Linked DNA regions of Sus scrofa: region 2 is linked to region 1. A link is a contact called in public HiChIP or PLAC-seq data. All regions are on one chromosome and are shown on one strand. The core of a region is the stretch at or near the end of the contact, and the rest is flanking DNA. Distances in the headings are between cores, read along the strand shown. Region 1 holds the start of FOXO1 (forkhead box protein O1). Region 2 has its middle 220 kb from the start of FOXO1.

Evidence for each region. HiChIP or PLAC-seq counts read pairs in DNA pulled down with a chosen protein or histone mark.
Region 2: a contact with region 1 is called in an H3K27ac HiChIP or PLAC-seq map of alveolar macrophages. The contact joins the enhancer-like site here to the promoter of FOXO1 in region 1. A contact is called at or near these places in 2 of 5 promoter capture datasets (fetal liver and liver), 4 of 47 Hi-C or Micro-C datasets (embryonic fibroblasts, epiblast stem cells, heart right ventricle and 1 more) and 2 of 2 datasets of contacts at active chromatin or transcription factors (alveolar macrophages and skeletal muscle).

The regions. Positions count from the first base shown.
Region 1 is chr11:15,408,705-15,411,404 of Sscrofa11.1, reverse strand. It overlaps FOXO1 (forkhead box protein O1), which reads left to right and starts at 1,346. Exons shown (of 3, transcript XM_021065269.1): 1 at 1,346-2,022. The coding sequence starts at 1,372. LOC102160118 (a long non-coding RNA gene) reads right to left here and starts at 772. Exons shown (of 5, transcript XR_001299536.2): 1 at 361-772.
Region 2 is chr11:15,185,701-15,188,400 of Sscrofa11.1, reverse strand. No RefSeq gene overlaps it. Among named protein-coding and RNA genes, the nearest start is that of FOXO1, 220 kb to the left of the region's middle. Within about 2 kb of position 1,395, at least 41 of the 83 cell types and tissues checked have an H3K27ac peak or open chromatin away from gene starts, as enhancers often do. A contact at or near this core is called in alveolar macrophages, fetal liver, liver and 2 more, where this site is marked.

The DNA.
Region 1 (2,700 bases), core at 97-2,596:
CACGGAGGGCACGAGGGCTAGGACGCCTGTGGGTCTGAGGGTGCGTGGGAAGTAGGACTATCTGCAGCCCGCGCCGAGCCCCCTTCTCTCGCTTCCACTCTTTCAGGTCAAGAATGGAGGGAACCCGGCTGGCGGGTGCTGGGCCGGACAACGGGCCCCCGGCTACACTCGACCTCAGAGGCTCAGCCCTCGGGCGCAGACAGGTGGGTTCCGGTCGCGGAGGCGGCGGCCAGGGCGTCCTCCGCGCGGACACGACAGTCAGAGCCCGGGCCCCTGGAGGCGTGCGCGGCTCGCGCGGGGCCCGAGGACTCGATACATCGCAGGAAAAGGAAAAAAACACAAAACAAAAACAAAACCCACCGACTTCCCCGCGTTTCTCAGCAAAGGAGTCGAGGGCGGAGTCGAGAGGGGGCGACTGAGCAGAATTCCGCGAGGCCGCCTCCGCCCGCCCACTCAGCGCCCCCGAAGCGCCCAGCGTCTCCGGCCCCCGCCCCGCCCGGCTTTGGGCCCGGAGCGGAGGTCGAGGGCAAGCGAGCGACTCGTTCCACTCGGGCTTCCCGAGTACTCGGTTCTGCTCCCCGGTAGTAAACAAAGTGTCGCCGCCGCCTCCACGCTGGTTTGCCTCACAGCAATCAAAACACTGAGAGCGGAGAGACTCACAGAAACATTCGAAAATTACCAGAAAATAATAACAGAGAGCCAAAAAAAAAAAAAAAAGAGTGAGGGAGACTGTGCGTGTGTGAGAAAGAAAAAAACACCCCACTACCCCCACCAACCCACTGCCACCTCCCGCTGGAAAACCAGCCCCCGCCCAGGCCGGCGTCCACTGGCTGCCTGGGCGGTGCCGCCGCGAGCTCATTGGCTGCTGGGGCTATCAGTCAGGGGCGGGCAAGCGCGCGCGCCGCCGCGGGCGGGGGGCGGCGGCAGATCCCGTAAGTCGGGCGGCAGCGTAGTCGCAGCAGCAGCCGCCGCTGCCGCCGCCGCCGCCGCCACATTCAACAGGCAGCAGCGCCGCGGTCGCGCCGCCGGGGAGAGTGAGCGGCCCGCGGCGCCCGTCCTTCCTTCGGTTTTCGGGCCGTGTCAGTAGGAGCGCGACGCTGGCGCTGCCTGGGCTGGGCGACTCTGGCCTGCCGTCCCGTCCGTGCAGCGGACCTGGAGGAGCCTAGATGTTGATGGACCCGCGAAGTTAAGTTCTGGGCTCGCGCTTCCACTTCGCCGCCGCGTCTTGCTCCGGGTTTCCGTCCGCCCGCGGCACCGACCTCGCCCCCCAAAATCTCGGACCGGCTCTTCGCGCCCTCTCCCCTCAGCTCCTGGTGCAGCGCCCTCGCACTTCTTGGCAATCCCGCTGCTGGGGGAGGGGCGGGGGTCACCATGGCCGAAGCGCCCCAGGTGGTGGAGATCGACCCGGACTTCGAGCCGCTGCCCCGGCCGCGCTCGTGCACCTGGCCGCTGCCCAGGCCGGAGTTTAGCCAGTCTAACTCGGCCACCTCCAGCCCGGCGCCGTCGGGTGGCCCAGCCGCGAACCCCGACGCTGCCGCGGGCCTGCCCTCGGCCTCGGCGGCCGCTGTCAACGCCGACTTCATGAGCAACCTGAGCCTGCTGGAGGAGAGCGGGGACTTCCAGCAGGCGCCCGGCTCCGTGGCGGCGGCGGCGGCGGCGGCAGCCGCGGTGGCGGCGGCGGCCGCCGCTGCTGCCACCGGGGGGTTGTGCGGGGACTTCCAGGGCCCAGAGGCGGGCTGCCTGCACCCGGCGCCGCCGCAGCAGCCCCCGCCGCCCGGGCCGCTGTCGCAGCACCCGCCTGTGCCCCCCGCCGCCGCCGGGTCGCTTGCCGGGCAGCCGCGCAAGAGCAGCTCGTCCCGCCGCAACGCGTGGGGCAACCTGTCCTACGCCGACCTCATCACCAAGGCCATCGAGAGCTCGGCAGAGAAGCGGCTCACGCTATCGCAGATCTACGAGTGGATGGTCAAGAGCGTGCCCTACTTCAAGGATAAGGGCGACAGCAACAGCTCGGCAGGCTGGAAGGTGAGTGGCCTCGGGGCGCACGGCTGGAGCGGGAGGGGGGCACGGGAAGCCCTGCCTCCGCCTTAGGTCGGAGGGGACGGCTGTGCAAATTTGCTTGGCTTGAAAGTGCAGGGCACGCGGGCAGCGCGTGCAAGAAGCATCGGAGGTGGGTGGTGGGCTTGCCTCGGACCCGTCGGAGGATTGGAATAAACGTCTGTGTGTACGCTCTCGTGAGAGTTGGAGCGGGAGCGGGAAGGGGCGAGTTGGGACCGAAGTAGTGAAAAAAGTACGCCAAGAAGTGGACCTCAGAGCAACCAGAAAAAAAGTTCTCCAGTGAACGGAGAGCGGGGTTCACTGCGACCTGCCCCCCCTTCTCCACGGCCCGCGCGAACTCCTGCCGCTGCTCCTTTCCCTCCACGACCTCAGGGGTGAGGGCGGCTCCCCTCCTCCCCCGCGGCCCCCCAGCTCCCCGCCGCCCCGCGGAGCCGTTTCCGCAGCGCTGGGCGGGGGAGGCCGCTGCGAGGGGCCTCGGAGCCCCGCCGCTGGGGGACGGGGCTGCAGGTGGAGGGGACAGGCAGGGCGCGAGGCAGCCGGCCCGTGGAGGTTGGCCGCGCGGTTTTTGGAGGCCGTATGCATTTTGTTTTATTTTGATTTTATTCTAAGTGGCCTCGAGTGCAGGGGTCCGGGCGCGCAGAGCCA
Region 2 (2,700 bases), core at 146-2,645, 220 kb after region 1:
GAGCACAGTGATAGATTCCAAAAGACTACGCCTCTCACATAATTGAACTTTACTAACTTGAAGCGGTTTCCCTAAGTTTTCCGAGGCCACGTTGTCTGTGCCCACGACCTGTCTCCAGGGAATGGCAGCGACCGGGGCTCCTCTGCCGGGTGCTGGGTGGGCGCCAGGCCCATCCCTTCCCTGGTGGTTTGGTTGAAGAGCTTTCGGAAACTCTCAGGAGAAAACTGTTAAACTCATCGGAAACAGGTTGTCCTGGGCATGGGGCAAAGCGGGAGGTGTGGAAACGGGCCACCATGCGGTCAGATAGAGGCTTCGGAAAGTTCAAAGGAGAAAGGAGCCATGGATAAAAACGCTGTAAGGAAGACCTCGGGGCAGTGTGGGGACACTGGGCAGGAAGAGAAGGACCCCAGACTCCTGTTGCAATGAGGTCAGTGCCTGCTTTTAGCGCCGGACGGGCTCGTGGAAGTACTTTGGATGGTGGCGAGATGCAGGAGCTGCGGCTGCGGTCCAGGCGCGGCCCCTCAGGGCTTGTGGGGTTCAATTCCAAGACTTCGCTTATCAGCACAGTAGGAGCGTTCCTGTAATACCCTCTGTGCAGTGTGTCACGGGCCTCCTGGTACATCAAAGGGCTGGGTAACATCCCAGGTGTGGACAAATGAGGCATGAGAGGCACAGTTGTCCCCAAGGCAGAGACGTCATGATTCAAAGTTTCCCAACACCCCTTCCCAGGAGCCTGGGCCGCTTGCCTCGTCCGAGGGTTCAGTGGGCTGCTCACCCCTTATCAGGAGCCGGGATTTCTGGGGACAAGTAGAGGTTGCTGTGTGGTGGCCCCTGGTGAGCTTGGGGTGGGAGGGACCTACGACTGCTTTTACTCAGCAGTAGGCATTTCAAATGTTTGAGCAGCATGTACAGGATGGCAGCTGTAAAACATTGCTGTGTTCACACTAGTGCTTGAGACACGTGAAGAGAAGCGAATATATTACCGCTGGAATATTTCTATATTAAGGAGAACCTTGCAATTACCCCACAGAGCCTTCTGGAAGAAATTAGGATCATTTTTAAGAGGCCTGTGTAAGCACAATGGGGCATTCATTCCTTTTATTTCATTCTTTACACATTTACAATTGGAAAATTGTATTATTCTGGAATTATTAAGTAGTTTGGGGGGAAGGATTATTTATTTTTAAATTTATTTTTGAAAGCTCTTTTCCTTATTTCTTTTCATGTTAAAAAATATATTCTCTCAGAAGCCAGTTTTTTTTTTTTTTTTTTCTTTCTTTCTTTCAGCTGTGTGTGTGTGTGTGTTTAAAAAAACCTTGGCCTGAGCCTGAGAGGCTGACCTTTAACTTCAGAGGAGGAGGAAGTGCGGTGAGGGGCAGCTGGGGAGGCCGAGGCGGGGGCAGGATGAGTCAGAGGCTTTGCAAGGCCCTCCTCTCTCCTCTCAGGCGTGAGCCGGACCGGTCCATCCGATGCTGTACCGGAAAAAGAGATCCTGTAGCCGAGACCGCTGTGGTGGTGACAGTGTCCGTGGTTCCTCTTTTGAAGCCTCACGGCTCCCGGAGCTGTGGGAGCACCAGCCGGCGTGCGCTCTCCTCCGGAGGATGCGGGGGAGCGGCTGTGACTGCGAAGAACCACGGGCCTTAGGAGCCGCCCAGGGAGGCCCGGAGGCCGATGAATGGACAGCATTTCAGGGTGGGCTCTGGGTTCCCAGTGACCTGGAACCCTGACTTCGGTTTTTGGCAGCTGCCTCTCCAGAAGAAGTGGGGGCGACTGCACCTATGGTCCCAGAACTGTGGGGTCCCGTGCGCGCGGAGCCTGGCCGCCGTGCACAGGCAGCCCGTGGTCACCCCTCTACCAGTGGGAGGGGCCCTTGCCTGCCCCCTCCTCCCGAAAGCTTTCCTACCCGGCTCGCGCGAGCTGGCGGCCTCTCAGCTCACGTTCCCACCATCTCTTGTTCTTGACGGCATCGCAGTGGTTTGGGGAACGGGCTCATCCTCTCCAGCAAGGGCAAGCGAGCCAACGAGCAGTGACCGTGTAGAAGCGGGTGGGGCGGCCGCGGGGGAGAGGGAGAAACGGCCTTGGATTTGGACTGACTGCTTCTCTTGAACTCCCCAGACAGCACTGGCCTTGGGCCCTCTGTCCCTCTCCCACTAGGTCCTCAGTCAGTCGTTCCCTACATCTGGCCAAGGAAGGTAGCTGCTGTTTCTTGGGGTTCTGCTTTTAGTTCGCTTCTCACATCTCCATGTTTTTTCTTAGCAATTCCATCTCATCCCAGAGCATGTGATTCCATATTTTAATAAGCTTCGCAGGTGTGCTAATTCCCAAGCAGTTTTGAGAATCTCTGGATGTCTTCATCCCTCTGGGTCTCAGTTTCCCCATCTGTCAAATGGGGATGATAATGGTACTTGCCTCATTGGACTGTTTTCAGGATTAAGTGGGCTCATAGATGTAAAGCACTTAGCACAGCGCCTCGCTCGTAGTCAGATTTACATACATATCTGCTGTTGTTAAGTTGTGGCCTAATGAGAAACAGAACATTGAGGCCTTTTACAGAAACACAGTTGTTCCTCCGAATCTGGTCTCCCTCTTCCAGAATCCCCACATGGCCACCCAGGCTCTCTTGCCACTCGGCGTGCCTGTGTAACTAGGTTCTGGGAAATGAGGACTAAATGGAAATGTCCTGAGGAGGTGTCTGGGAAC